2 separate regions of the Sparus aurata genome follow, and region 1 is linked to region 2. Evidence: chromatin contacts called from public Hi-C data. All regions are on one chromosome and are shown on one strand. Each heading gives the region's core, a stretch centred on a gene start, on an enhancer-like site or on the middle of the called end of the contact. The rest is flanking DNA. Distances are from core to core; before and after follow the strand shown. Region 1 holds the start of LOC115591623 (low-density lipoprotein receptor-like). Region 2 holds the start of ccdc124 (coiled-coil domain containing 124).

The links. Hi-C and Micro-C count contacts between places; a contact is called where the count stands out from the background.
Region 1: a Hi-C map of skeletal muscle shows a contact between it and region 2, with 2.4 times the contacts expected there. The contact joins the promoter of LOC115591623 here to the promoter of ccdc124 in region 2. A contact is called at or near these places in 2 of 2 Hi-C or Micro-C datasets (skeletal muscle and an unstated tissue).

Annotation. Positions count from the first base shown.
Region 1 is chr11:21,465,811-21,469,118 of fSpaAur1.1, forward strand. LOC115591623 (low-density lipoprotein receptor-like) reads right to left here and starts at 1,837. Exons shown (of 13, transcript XM_030433765.1): 1 at 1,631-1,837; 2 at 433-567. The coding sequence starts at 1,691.
Region 2 is chr11:21,295,151-21,298,266 of fSpaAur1.1, forward strand. ccdc124 (coiled-coil domain containing 124) reads right to left here and starts at 1,755. Exons shown (of 5, transcript XM_030433662.1): 1 at 1,624-1,755; 2 at 832-1,009. The coding sequence starts at 990. It overlaps cluap1 (clusterin associated protein 1), which reads right to left. Exons shown (of 14, transcript XM_030433657.1): 14 at 2,308-2,670. The coding sequence ends at 2,494.

The sequences.
Region 1 (3,308 bases), core at 587-3,086, 170 kb after region 2:
GATAGATAGATAGCTGGATAGATAGATAGATAGATAGATAGATAGATAGATAGATAGATAGATAGATTATTATTATTATTATTTAATATCTATTTAAATATGGGACTAAAACTGACATGCATCACCGTGTCACACTGACATGTTTATTCTTCTGTTGCTATTTTTTTTTAATCACTCTTTGTCCATCCTATTTAATATCTTTGCGATCTGCCTTGTGCTTCTTGCAGTTCTCGTCTGCACTTTGAATTGTCTTGATGTTGAAATGCACAATATAAATAAACGTAATCTTTCCTTGTCAGAAAATAGAGATTTTTGTTTTGATTTGATTGGTTCACGCTGCCAAGAGAAAAAAGAGCTTTTGAAACCTGAATCGGCGTGCATGTGTGTGTGCATTGTTCGGGATGGGATCGTATTTGTTGACATTGTTCTCACCACAGCGGTGTTCATCTGATCCGTCCTCACAGTCTCTGTGTCCATCGCACACACTCAGTTTCTTGACGCACGAGCCATCGTTACACTTGAACTCCAGCTGCTCGTGGCAGGGAGGTAGAGAGTGACCTGCAGCTCCTGAGGCATATGCAAACACACAGTCAGAGTCTGAGACAACCAGCCCAAATACTTCTATTTTGCAGTTGTTGGGAATTTAATACTTCAATTTTCATTACAAAACATAATATCAGCTTAACAACAATGTGCATGCATTTCATAGTATCTTTATATTTGGTATTCCCCCTTTGCTGACCCGAAGTATTGAGCTGGCGTGGACTCCACAAGTTTGTGCAACATCGGATGTCTTTTAGATCGTCTTTTGTAGTGCAGGACACCACAAAGGACAATAAAAATTACACAATAGACAAGGGGAAGACACAAAAACCATGACAAGCTGTGTCATTACATTATTTTCCTTTTCAGTTGTGTGAGACACATCCTAATTATTGCAGAAAGTCAACAGGGTAAGGCAAGTAGGATTCAATAAATGAGCAAAATAATCCTTTTCTCTGCAGTTTTGCACATTTCACTTGTCTCCCATCGTGTGTTTTTTGTATCATAGAATCTCCAAAATGAATAACCAAAACGAAATTTCAAGCCTATCAAATCCAAGTGCCTCTCTCTGAAGGCATACTGAGCAGAATTATTCATAAATTACTTGCACTTCAGTCTTTTCTCTCAGAGATAAGGATCACATTTGGACTCACTGGGCTGACAGAGCTACACTGACATCGCATGACACACGTCTTTTATTTTCTGCACTTGCACAATTCTAGTTAAAAAAAAAAGACTTTTATTTTTGTGTTATGTTACATTTTTAACAAACATGCATCACTTCACTGCAGGGGAGGGGTCAAATGTTTCCATCTTGTTAACGGTCTACCGACCAATTTCGCACTTTTCTGTCCAAACATGAATATTTCCTCTTACTGTGCTCAGACTGTAACAACTTGGCTTCCTGTGACGTTATGCTTGAATTCGTTACAAGTCCAGATCGACTTCACTGTAGCTTGCTTTTTAAACAGACTCCATTCAAAGTGACAGGCTCTGCTCGACTGTAAACCCACGGGCCGTTAAATAACCTCAAACACAAGCAGCTCTTTCATTTCTCGCACATGCACCAGCAAGCCACGCATCTTACCCCAGACGTGACAGCAGGTTAGAGGCAAGATAAGAAGAAATAAACCTCCAAGGTCTCCCATGCTCGATGTCCTCCACGGTTGCCTGTGGCATGCGGCGCGGAAATATGACGTAAGCGTTGATTCTGACGAACGGCAGCTTTGTCAGTTTGAACTTTTAATCGGTTATTGTTATAGTTTCATCAATAGATAAATTATCCGTCATCAATCATAGTCATCGTCTCCACATTTCTTTTAATTCGGTTATTTGCTTGTGTGACGTAGAATATGTTCGCTGTCGTGTTGCTAGGATACAACGCGTCCTTTGTCAAATCATGACGTTTCCGGCCGTTGATTTTTTTTTTGATTTTTTTTGTTTTTTTAATGGCACAAATAACATATTAAGCACCACTGCTCCATACGACCTTAAAATGAACTCCCTTTGAAATAACACACACTCTGTATAACTGAGTATAAGTTACACTACTAACTTTTTAGACATACAAACTATTGTCTGCACACCTTTTAAAAAACATAAATGTATTATTAAACATGATGCTGACGTAGATTAAACCAACAGTGTATGAGGTTTTTAAAATGTGCTCCACCTCCTGTAACATTAATGAAAGTTTCAGGATTAATCAATGATGGAATGTAACTAAGTACATTTACTCAAGTACTGTTCTTGAGCACAATTTGGAGTGAGTATTGAGTATCTGAATGTTCTGTTCTGCTAGTTTATACTTCCACTCCAGTGGACAGGAAAGGCATGAAAAACTGTAATCTAACAAAGTGACTAGTAACTGAAGCTGTCAGACAAATGTAGTAGAGTAAAAAGTACAATATTCCCCTCTGAGCTGCAGTGCAGTAGAAGTATAAAGTTACATAAAATCGAAATATTCAAGTAAAGCACCTTGAATTTAAGTTTAACTAATTTACTTAGTTATTTTTCAGGTTAAAAACACTACACATGATGATGATGTTGTCTAGAAAAGAAAATGATGAAGCCTTTTGTAATCGAAGAACTTGCTTTTTTGAGTTTTCTGTTTCCACTTGCGTAATGTAACTAATTGCATTTACTCATTTAATTTGGTAAACTTGTACTTTACTTGAGTATTTCCATTTTTGCTACTTTATACTTCCACTACATTACATTTGGGAGGCAAATATGGTACTTTTTAATCCACTACATTTATTTGATTACTTTAGTAACTAGTTACTCTGCAGATTGCATGCTGTATCAGAGCCAAAGCAACACATTTTTAAATCAGTTTACTTTCCTATTATTTCATTGACAGCCGGTCAATGAATACACAGATTGTATCTTGACAGGTCGATGATCAATTTACTCTTACTTGTACTTATGATACTTAAAAACATGTAATATCTAATGAAATTAAAACTTTTTTGGGCCTTTTTTATGGCGTATTTGATATGATGTAGTGGGAGACTACCTTTCTTATCTGTCCAATTATTTCACTATCTGACTCTGAAAATGTGCTCAAAGTTAAAGTCCAAACATCAGAGGCGAAGCAGCAGGTCTTCAGTCCAAAAAGGTGTTTATTCCAAGAGAAGAAAACATACATCCATGAGGTACCCCGGGGCAACTGAGATTTCTCCCCGATTCTCCCCCTTTTATACCTGTGGTCAAGGTGGCAAACGCCCTCTTGGACCATCCCCCCTTTGTCATGATCACGCGGG
Region 2 (3,116 bases), core at 505-3,004:
CAACTGTTCAGCTATTACATGTATCACGGCATACGCAATCTTTCACCATTCAACAAGCTTTGCTAATTTGCCCCTGACAGCACTGAGGATCAAGACAATGCAGTAAATACTACAAGGTGTGAGAAGTAATGCTGAAATGTATCACATGTTAAGCCCTCATAAGACTGTCACCTGTAGTCATTGGACTTCTGCTGGTAAATGGCAAGTTGTGAAGTTAGGCCGTGCTGAAACGGGGGGGGGGGGGGGCGTGTCTAAGAGAGTGATAGCAGTGCAGTGCAGTACAGTACAGTGCAGTGCAGTAAGTAAAGCGAAAGAAATTCCCCCTCTCTCAGAATCAATCATGTATACGATTTATGTTGCTCCAAAGCTTCCAAATATGTTCAAAGTCATGTTGACACTGTCAAAAAAGGTGTTCTAATATTCTGTCCCTCTCATGTATACAAATGACTGGGCCAAAATATTAGACACACCCAGAAACTATACCTCAGTTATAAACATGTCTGACAGTGTAGGAATCAAAACTGAATATTTTTTGTAATGGCAGAATATGTGGCTGAGCAGTTTTATTGTCAAGTCAAGTCAGAATAACTGTCACCTGATTAGACTTCAGACATGAGGATAGTTGTGCATGATAAATAAGAAGCCACAAGCAGGGTTCCTGTCCAGAGTGTTGTGGTAATCCTGATTTTCTGCCTTGTCACTTGTTTCTCAATCATAACTCGTACACACATGATTAAAGATGGAGCTGCATATCCTCGAAGTCAAACTGAGCTGCACAACTATGCAAAATCCACAGTTTGCACACGAAACTTCCCTTGAGAGACAGCTCACCTTTCTCTGCTCTTTCTTGAGTACATGTTTGTCAGTCTCCTGCCACAGAGCATCCTCTTCCTGCTGCTTCTTGCGGGCGTCCGCCACTGCCTTGGCGTCAGCCTTGCGGGCTCTGGCTGTGGCCGCCTTGGAGTTCTCGCCCTGGAACTTCTTTGGCATCCCAACAGCTGCTCTTCAGCTGAGAAACAAGAACAAAATCAGAATAGTCTGACTGACAAGTCACTTTTCAAGGCTGGCGTCAGATAGCGATATTGTCTTTTTCCAGTACAATTTGGTGATTCAAAACCCTACAAAAAAGTAAGTGCCTTTGTCAAAGACTTTGACTGGCGTTTATCACATGAATACTGACAAAAACAAACGATGGGCAATGTGCAGCAGCTCTTTTGAGAAGCATGTAATGTTAGTATCATTAGTCTACCTAAATTAACTTCCTATAACGTTTGCATAAGGTAACGCAAGTCAATGCTGCCTGCTAGTTATCTACCAGAACCAGCTTACCTATCTGTGTGCACATCTGGGTTAAGGAACACGCAGTTTAACAATACAGGCGACTTGGAAAAGAAGAGTTTTTTTTAAGTAAACATTAGGCTAACGGAATTCTGTAAAACGGGCTACACATTGTTTCAGTTTTGCCTGTCAGTGTAGCTAGTTAGCTCTAGCTAGCTGATGTTCGCCTGAAAAACAAGGATGGTTTGCTTGTCAAACAGCTGACCAGTCAAAATTTAGTATCACCGAAGTTTAGCTAAGAGGATAATGATCACAACATGCAATCGTTTAAACATGGTGACATACCAGTATGATAGGAAAAACTGGTCGTAAGTAGTCGACAGTTGGCTGTTGTTTCGAAGAGGCATCTGCCACCTCCTCTCTGAGAGCACCGCGCACTCTGATGACGTAGCTGCTCGATCAACGGTGAGACGTTCCACTTTTTTAGACTTTATACTTGACTTTAGAGATATAACTGAATACTTTTAGTTGTTCTGTATTGATATCTCAATGTCAAGAAACGTATTTTGTTCCGTTTAGCAGTATTATTGCTTTTTAAAATGCAACGAAGCATTATTTTTTGCCAGCGATGAAATATTATGTCATAGACAGCTTCACCTGAATCTCAATCTCAGGTCTGTTTGCAACACATGTGCCTCATTGTAAGCCATCCTCAAGAAGTATTCATTAAGTTTGTTATTGTTTCATTGTATGTTTCAGTCTGAATTTCGTATTGTTTTCATCTTAAAGTCACTGAGCATGTCGTCAGTACAATCCTCCTAATTTCTTTTACTGTCAAAGAAAATATATACGTCATTTAGATACAAATTTTAAATCTGACCAAGTATTATTTATGTCAAGGGCTAAGCACAGTTAAAATTAAGGCTACATTGCGCAAAATCTACTACACTACACTCTAAAACGTCTAAACACCTCAATACTGGATTGATTGACCTGAAAGAAAATAAAATGTTATACATAGAAGAGGAATAACATTTAAAATATTTTATTAAGGCAAACAGTTTACACATATATTCAAAAGTAAGAACTATACTGATGTTTTACAATGCAATAACAACATGACGGAACATGATAAATACATGTTTCTGAAAACTAATGATGGTCTAATCTGAGCTGGAGCTCATCTGCATGTCTGTCAGTGTGTGTCTTCTTCATTCAGAAGTCATTGTCGCTCTCCTCCATCAGAGGCGGTCTCATGCCCGCCCTGGAGGGCCGAGCACCCCTGGACACTGGGCCCTCCAGGCTGTCATCCTCCAAATCCTTGCTCTCCTCCTCCTCTCCTTCTTCATCTTCCTCGTCATCCTCGTCCACATCGATCTCGCTGTCTTCAGTCTGAAACAGCAGGGACACATAATTACGACAATTAAAACAAAAAGCTCATAGTTTTAAGAATCAAATATTAAACACGTATAGTCATCTTCACTTTCATGGTCAAATAGTCAACACACAGTGTGGAACTACAACAGGGACGGACATTTTGTCATTCTAACTAAACACTGAACCAACTAATTTCTTACAAAAACGTTAATCAGGCAGGAAGATCTAACGACTCAATCACCTCTTCAGCTGACATGAAAACACACCCTGTCCTGAACTAATCCGACAGTGAATTATTGAACTGGGACATGTCCACCTTGAGCCAGATAACAACAGGGACCAGTTAAACCATTTACCTAATATAAAGGAAAAATCCATCCCAAACATCTGCATTAAAACATCTGCACTAACGTTTCACGCTATACAGCCAAAATGCAATTTAAAAAGAGACAGAAATACTA